Linked DNA regions of Mus musculus: region 1 is linked to region 2. The links are chromatin contacts, called in public promoter capture Hi-C maps. All regions are on one chromosome and are shown on one strand. The core of a region is the stretch at or near the end of the contact, and the rest is flanking DNA. Distances in the headings are between cores, read along the strand shown. Region 1 overlaps Meiob (meiosis specific with OB domains). Region 2 holds the start of Msrb1 (methionine sulfoxide reductase B1).

Region 1 (4,191 bases), core at 8-2,507, 85 kb after region 2:
TTAAATAAAAAAGTCTTCCAGGCTACCAAAATCCATGGGTGCTCAAATTCCTTACATACAACTTAAGCACAACTTCCTCTATATTTGAAATCATTGTTACCTATAACACCTAATGTCATATGAGTGCCATGTGAGTAGTTATGCTGTATTTGTATTAGTTATAGTGGTTTTTTTTTTAAATTTGATACATGATTGTTTGGGTTTGTGGATGCAGAATCTTCAGATATGGAGTCTGAATGCTTAGGTTTGTAAAAACAAGACTCTAGTTAGAATAAAACTAAACAATTAGAAGGGCTGGAAAGATGGCTCAACAATTAAGAGCACTTGCTGCCCTTGCAGAAGACCTGCATCCAGTTCTAGCATTCCTATTAGGCAGATAGGTCCAGGGACGCTAACACCCTCTTCTGGCCTTTCTGCACACCACAAAAACAAATGGCATAGACTTCCATAGATGAAAACAAATACACACAAAAATAAATATTTAAAAAATATCTAAACAAAGATAAACACTGGCAGTACATAATATTGTATCCGGCTTTTAATCCTCTCACATGCCCTTTGTCTTAGGTCAGGTTCCCTGGAGGGAGAACTTGATAGAAAAATTCTTTCCGAGTGGCCTATTGAGGGAGGGCTCTTAGGAGAACCCTGCAAGGATGGGGTTGGGGATCGGCTGTTGCTGGAGCTCAGGAGGAAGCAAGCTCTGGAGTGTGCTCTTCTTGGAGCATGGCCTTATGCAGAGGGTCAGAGCTTTTGTATCCTAAATTATCCATTGCCTGTAGTTCATTTCTTATCAGGATGGGGTAGGGAATGAGAGAGGAAGCCTTACTTCCAAGGTGATTCTGTCCAGGGGCAATTCTGTGCCAGCTAACTCCATGCTGGTCTATAAATGGCTCTTGTCTCTTTGCAGCCACTGAGAATTTTCCTTTTTATGAACACCTGGACTCACTCTGCCCTAAGATCCGTTCTACTTTCCAGTCCCTCTGCACAGAACATTCTCCTATCTACCTGAATGTTTGATTCTTCAGGTTGAATGTTAACTCATTTAACCTTTCCAGTCACTCAGCAGGACTTTCTCCCTACTCTTAGTGTTGGAATCCAGATCACATTCTGAGATGACTTGAATTTTTTATGATTCCTGCTCACATATATGAGCTTATGAGATTAAGTGTATTTTGTATCATGTTCTACCCATGCCTAGATCAGAGACAGTCACATAATTGATTTTTAGTAAATATGTATGGGAGGTGGGAGGGACATGTTTGGTAGACCCAACAAATGTGAAACCTCTTGGCATTTTCCAGAATATCTTGAATAATTAACTTTTAGGTTGAGCAACAGCAAACTGCTGACATTTAACAAATATTCACCTAAAATAGCAATTTCATAGCCTAATAACCTGGCATAGCTGGACTCCAGAGCAGTGAGGAAAGGGAGGAGCAGAGACACTTCTTAGTGATGTTCACTTCTCAGGGAGAAGTAAGGAACAGGAAGTCTTTTAGCTGGAAAATAATATCCTGCTTAGGAAGACCAAGTTGACTGTAATGTGAAGGATGAGTCCCCGAGGAGATGAGTCAGGGGACCAGGGCCAGGACTGGAGGCATGATATCGTGAATAACTAAGGCAAAGAGCTCTGTGAAGGAGGCTTTGTGAGAGGTTTGGGTACCAGGAAAGGGGAACATCACTGGAGTCTTCCACACTCTAAAACTCTGAATCTGCTTCATGTATTAGCAATACAAAGTAAGCAAACAGAGTTCTTGACTTCAGGCACATAGATAAAGCAATCAGCATCATAGAAGAAATAACAATGGTCAGAAACCTGGTGATAATAATGCCAAGGTCAAGGTCTTCATATGGGGCTACACAGATGGCTCAGTGGTTAAGGGAACTGGTTTCAGAAGACCTGAGTTCAGTTCCCAGATCCTGCATTGGGGCTCACAGCCATGCACTTCCAGTTCACAGAGTCTGATACTCTTTTCTGAATTCTACTGGTAGAAGGCACACATGAGGTACACAGATAGGCAGGCCAAAAAAAATATACACACAGAATAAAATAAATAAATTTAAAAAAAGAAACAATGGGGCCTCTGTTTTTTATAATCTGAAGTTTTAGAGTATTTTCATGCCCTGTTTAACAGAAAAGAAGACTACAGCTTCAGGTCTTGGGCAAGAACCTACAACTAGTATGATTAGAACTCACAGAAAAAAGTTCTCAATATATGTTCTTAATTAAAAGAACATTATTTCAATGAAGAAATATTTAAAGACTGATATAAAATTCATTATGGAGAAAAACATTTTATACCATTATTTGATGTTTTAAGAGTAAAAAATATAGGGGCTGGAAAGATGGCTCAGCTCTTCCTGAGGTCCCAGGTCCAATTCCCAGCTCACAGGCATTTGTAACTCTAGCTCCAAGGGATCTGATGCTATTTTTGGGACTCTACAGGTACTACATTCATATTGTACACAGGCATAGATTTAGGCAAAACCTTCATACACAGAAAATAAATATTGTACAAAAATTTAATATTAAAAATATAACTTTCTGGGCTAGAGAGATGGCTCAGCAGTTAAGAGCACTGACTGCTCTTCCAGAGGTCCCGAGTTCAATTCCAAGCATCCACATGGTGGCTCAAACCATCTGTAACGCCCTCTTCTGATGTGTCTGAAGAGAGCAGCAATGTACTCATATACACTAAATAAATAAATAAATACATCTTTAAAAAAATATATATATATTTCTTAATACAGTCTAAATTACAGAAAAAGTAATTGAATATGATTTTGTTTTGGTTTTTTAAATGGTCTAGTATTATAACTCAGGGTAGTCTGAAATTCCTTACCTATACATTGGTGACCTTGAATATGTGTCAGAACTTCATATGACTGCCAAATGCTGGGATGATAAGAGTGGGCCACCACACGTAGCTATATAATTGAATGTGAACCAAAGTATTTTTTATTAATAATAATATGCTGACTTGTTGTGTTTTCCTCATTTAGCAACTATAAACTATTGCTCAGTGAGAATCACTCAATGGTAAAAGTTTGCTCCCCTTATGAAGTGGATACCAAGTTACTTTCTTTGATACACTTGCCTGTTAAAGAATCTCGAGATTATTATTCATTGGCTGACATTGTTGCAAATGGACACAGTCTTGATGGGAGGATTATTAATGTGCTTGCAGCTGTGAGATCGGTAAGTAAGGAAATCAGTAAATCAAAACCGTAGCAAAGCTCCCTACAATTTGGCATGGCTCTCTCAGTTACCTGACTTGTGTTAGAATGCCATAAACACCAGCTGGGGCATTATCCCTCTTTATCTTGGTAGTAAGTTGAATTAAGAAAATAACACTTCTCAAGCAGGACAGTGGTGGTGCATGCCTGTGATCCCAGCACTCAGCACTCAGGAAGCAGAGGCAGGTGGATTTCTGTAGAGGCAGGCGGATTTCTGTGAGTTTCTGTGAGTTCCAGGACAGCCAGGACTGCACAGAGAAACCCTGTCTCGAAAAACAAAAAAAAAAAACAAAAAAAAAAAAAGAAAGAAAGAAAGAAAGAAAGAAAGAAAGAAAGAAAGAAAGAAAGAAAGAAAGAAAGAAAAGAAAAAACAAAATAACACTTCTCACTAAAAGGAAATTAGCATTTTATCTGTGGATCACTAACACAATAAAATCATTCCTGATTGCTAATTGCAACAGGCACTATTGTACTTAAAAATGTTCCATTATCTATATAAAAGCTGGGTTAAACAAAGACATAAATAGAAAGGATAAGCTGATTAGCGTGAACAGCCATAATATTCTTTAAATAAGTCAAGGAATAACTTTTGTATCTGTGTTCTCAGAGGGACTCTGAGAACAGAGAGGAGGAGGGTGGGAGAAGTATGGCCTGCAGTGGGAGCTGCTGTGGCACATGCTGTACAAAGCAGGGGCAGCACGGTATGTCACCACCTCTGTTCCATCAGCAATCGCTTCAGTAACTGACTGGCTCTGAGTTTAGCAGTTTAACAGACATAGGCACTGCAAAAAATTTAAAGGGGACCTCAAAAGTATACCTTAGAGGGCTGGAAGTGTGGCTCCATGCATCTCCACTCCCCATCCCCCCCAAATATACCTTCACAAAATATAACACATGCAGAAAATGGTTGTTTAGGATAGAGGATCCGATTCTCTATATGACAATCTTGAAATA
Region 2 (4,077 bases), core at 1,429-3,928:
AGATCTACCGCATTGGCCGGGGGCTGCACATGGAAGATGGAAAGATGGTCAGAAACAACGCATCCACCAGCTACGACGTAACTGACAAGTCAATCACACCCCTGGTGAGAGCCTGGCCAGGATGCCAAGTGGCATCTGATGGGAATCAGGGACAGGGGACAGCTCCATTTGGGTGCCACCCTGCCTGAAGAGCTCCATGTGTTTTCTACAACTGGATGTTGCCCCCCACACAGAATAGGCCCCAGGTCCTGGCAGGAGGGAGGTACTGGGAGAGCTCTCGCACACTTGAAAGCGTCAGTTCTCACCTGCTCCTGCACGCTCATAATCACTGTGAGGGGCTGGTATTCTGTGCCCATAGAGTATGGGGTCTCAGGAGTGAGTCCAGGGCCAGAAGGAAGTAGCTGCGGAGTTTGAAGCATGTGTCTGCTCTTTTTAAAAAAATACATACAGGGTTGGGCGTGGTGGCACATGCCTTTAATCACAGCACTAGGAAGGCAGAAGCAGGCGGATTTCTGAGTTGGAGGCGAGCCTGGTCTACAAAGTGAGTTCCAGGACAGCTAGGGCTACACAGAGAAACCCTGTCTCGAAAAACAAAAAACAACAAAAACAACAACAAAATACATACAGCATTTCATGTAACCCAGGTTGGGCTCCAGCTCCCTATATGGCTGAGAATGATCTTGAAAATTCTCCTCTTCCTTTCCTTTTTTTAAAAAGAAAGATTTATTTATTATGTATACAGTGTTCTGGGAAAAGATTTACTATGTATACAGTGTTCTGCTGCATGTAGCAGGCCAGAAGAGGGCACCAGATCTCATTACAGTGGTTGTGAGCCACCATGTGTTTGCTGAGAATTGAACCCAGGACCTCTGGAAGGACAGTCAGTGAGCCATCTCTCTAGCCTCTGATTCTCCTTTTTCTACCATCTGAGTGCTGAGAGCTTATGCCACGATACCCTGTTTTGTTGTTTTTATGTATAGCACTGGCTATCCTGGAACTTGCTTTGTAAACCAGGGTGGCCTTGAACTCAAACAATCCTCCATCTTCTGCCTCCCAAGTGCTGAGATTAAAGGTGTGTCAGTACCACTCGGCTAAAGCCGTTTATTAAGGTAGTGCTCAGGATGGAACACAGGGTCTCATGCTAGTCTAGAATGTTTCAAACTGAGCTCTCTAGTGAGGCTCTCTCTGGTACCCAAGCTGGCCTTCAACTCAAAGTGATCTCATATCCCCCTCTCAAGTGCTGGATTTACGAGTGTATACCACCGTGCTCAGCAAACCCAAACTTCTGAGCATCAGTGTGCCCACAAAAAGGCATATTGTTAAATGAGATGACACAGGAAAGATACTTAGTATTCAGTTGAGATGTTACTGCCCCCTGAGGAGTGACCCAGTGGGAAGGTATTGTCCCTGCACCCTGGGGTCTGCGCATAGGGCTCCCTCCCACTACAGCCTCCTAACTTGGCTGCCCTGTTCCTGGCTTGGTGTGGTCTGTCTCCCTGTAGGGTGGCTTCCCCCACTATGGGGAAGTGAACAATGACTTCATCATGTTAAAGGGCTGCATTGCAGGTACCAAGAAGCGAGTGATCACTCTGAGAAAGGTCAGTGCTGCTTGGCAAGCTGGGGAGTGGACTCCAGTGGCCTGTTCTGTCCTTTAGCGTGCTCTGTGGTGGGTTGTGTGGTGGGAGAGTAAAGGAAGGGGGTCTGGCAAGAGCGAGGGATTGACTGAGTCCTCCTTGGTGTGAACTGGAGGTCACAGGAGGAGTCGGGGCCCTCTGTCCTTGACATCTCTTCTCTCTTGGATACCCAGTCCCTTCTGGTGCACCACAGCCGCAGGGCCCTGGAGAATATTGAGCTCAAGTTCATTGACACCACTTCTAAGTTTGGCCACGGATGTTTTCAGACAGCGCAGGAGAAGAGGGCCTTCATGGTGAGCTAGTCCCACTTGTTCCAGAGAGGAACTAGAAGAAGGGGCCTTTTTAGCAAACCAGTAGAGCAGGCCCTAGGTGGCCCTGGCACTGGCCGTAGGTAGTATTTCTTGACTGACTCTCCTGACTAACTCTCATCTTGTCTCCTCACCTTAACCAGGGTCCCCAAAAGAAACATCTGGAGAAAGAGAAGCCGGAGACCTTGGGAAACATGTAAGATGTCTGGAATGGAGCACACCTGGGATGTAGCACTCTTGCTATCTGTCCGGTCCTTTTTGTTCAATAAAGTCCTGAGGCAACTCTCTCTGTCTGTCTCTGTGTGTCTGTCTCTCTTCCACATTCCCTGGGAGGCTTGATGTAGATCTTAAGCCTGGGTCGGAGGTTGGGTGATCCCAGACGCGGGCGCAAGGTTTAGCGCCAGATAAGAGGGCTATAGATACAGCTGGGTAGATGCGCCTCCACGCCAGTTGCACAATGGTATTAGTAGTAGCTACCATTGGCTAGTACCAATGTTTATAGCCTAGCCGCTGTACTGGAGCTTAGCATAGGTTTGGCCTTCATCTTAACAGCTAAGCTTCCTGGGAGCGGCTCCCTGGGCGGGGCCTTCTAGAGGCGGAAGTAAGGACGTGATCTCTGGGTAAACTTGGCTGGATGGGTGGGGTTTAGGGCCTATGGGAGGAGAGACTCCTTGAGGGCGGGGCTGCTAGGAGGCGGCCGTGGGGAATCCAAGAGTGACTGGTCCCCTCTAGGGGCGGGGCTTATGGCGAATCGGAAAGTGATTGGTTATTGGGACTGGGTCGGGTTTGAGTCCAGATCTTAGGGTTTTACCCGGACCTGGCTGGGAGCTTTTGCCTGTCCCGTCGCGACCATGTCGTTCTGCAGCTTCTTCGGAGGCGAGGTTTTCCAGAATCACTTCGAGCCAGGTACACCCCGTGGCATTAAAGCATACATTGCCTCCTGGGGAGCTGTGGAGTTCCCGAACCGGGACTGGGCTAGTGTGGTTGCCGAGGAGAAGCGAGCCTGGGAAAAAAGAACTTGGAGGAGGGGAGCTGGGTGGCCAGGGCATTCTGGAGCAGGAGGACTTGAGAGGAGAAGGGACATTCCGGTAGACTCTGTTCTCGAGGGGGACAGGCCTTGAACTTCAAATGTAGATCTCTCTGGGGGATTCTCTGGGCCAGATGCGTAAGGGTGATGCCACCGGATGGTGTCAGAGTGGTCTGAACTTTAGAGCGGAATGATGGTGGTATGTGGTCCAAGGTCAGTGTTGGAATTTGCCCTGACAATGTACCCCCTCGCCCACCCCACCCCCCCGCCTGCAACCCCTGATTTGCTTGGATGAGCGGACAAGCTCTGCACTTGCTGTTCAATCCGGAATGTGCTGTCCCAGATGTCTCTCCGTCCTCTGCGTTGGTTGTCAATGGGTTCTTGCCAGCATAAATGAAGTTTGACCAGTACTGTGAGAGACGTTGCTTGGCTCCCTTCTTGCTGGGTTCTGCTGATCTGGACTAATTTGGTAAAAACTATGGCACTGGCGTTCCAGGGGCAGGATCTGTTTGTTAGATGTCAGTCCTCTAGAGGGCAGGGCTGTGACAATGGGCACCTCTATAAGCCAGTTGTTGTAATACAGGGTTGCTGGGAAGAGACCTCCCTTGAATTCTTTTTGGCTACAACACTCCAGTTGCCCTCAGGCTACCCTGGCAAGCTAGACACTCACTCAGTTTTGCTTCCTCTCCAGTTCCTGATACAGGTTGAAAGAACAGTTCAGACTCCAGGGTGTCTGTCCTCAAGTGGTGGGTGACCGATGATTCAGTACCCTGCAGGTTCCCATTTTTAAGTCTTTCAAACAGTTATGTAATTCAGTTTTGCAACCATCCTTACCCCTTCCACTCATGTGATCTTTTGGGGACAGGTTGAAACCTTTCTTCCCAGCTGCTGTTTTCTGGGGTTCCCTATTTGGCTTGGAAGACTGTCCTCTAGGGCCAGTCTGTTCCTAAGACCGGAGCTGATATCCATGGTATCCAAGACTGTTGACTAGCAGAGATGCCCACTTGAGAAAGAGGACCAAGTGGTTACACTGGCAGTTAGGAGCCCTACTGTGTGGAGCTTGTCTAAGGGTAAAGGGAGGCCACTATCCGACTTCTGGGAGTTTTCT

The links. Promoter capture Hi-C pulls out the DNA fragments that hold promoters and counts their contacts.
Region 1: a promoter capture Hi-C map of liver shows a contact between it and region 2, with 4 times the contacts expected there. The contact joins the enhancer-like site here to the promoter of Msrb1 in region 2. A contact is called at or near these places in 28 of 39 promoter capture datasets (the 3T3-L1 cell line, 3T3-L1-derived adipocytes, the C10 cell line and 18 more), 7 of 15 datasets of contacts at CTCF or cohesin (the G1E-ER4 cell line, embryonic stem cells, hippocampal excitatory neurons and 3 more), 212 of 484 Hi-C or Micro-C datasets (the 3T3-L1 cell line, 3T3-L1-derived adipocytes, the 63-12 cell line and 114 more), 43 of 115 datasets of contacts at active chromatin or transcription factors (the 230-238 cell line, the HPC-7 cell line, the NIH/3T3 cell line and 27 more) and 5 of 9 other capture datasets (adipose tissue, bone marrow-derived macrophages, embryonic stem cells and 2 more).

The regions. Positions count from the first base shown.
Region 1 is chr17:24,820,529-24,824,719 of GRCm38.p6, forward strand. It overlaps Meiob (meiosis specific with OB domains), which reads left to right. Exons shown (of 14, transcript NM_029197.1): 6 at 3,004-3,199. Among named protein-coding and RNA genes, the nearest start is that of Meiob, 18 kb to the left of the region's middle. Within about 2 kb of position 1,258, at least 14 of the 459 cell types and tissues checked have an H3K27ac peak or open chromatin away from gene starts, as enhancers often do. A contact at or near this core is called in the MC38 cell line, adipose tissue, beige adipocytes and 4 more, where this site is marked.
Region 2 is chr17:24,733,915-24,737,991 of GRCm38.p6, forward strand. Msrb1 (methionine sulfoxide reductase B1) reads left to right here and starts at 2,679. Exons shown (of 5, transcript NM_013759.3): 1 at 2,679-2,848. The coding sequence starts at 2,794. It overlaps Rpl3l (ribosomal protein L3-like), which reads left to right. Exons shown (of 10, transcript NM_001163945.2): 7 at 3-104; 8 at 1,503-1,598; 9 at 1,808-1,927; 10 at 2,086-2,229. The coding sequence ends at 2,142.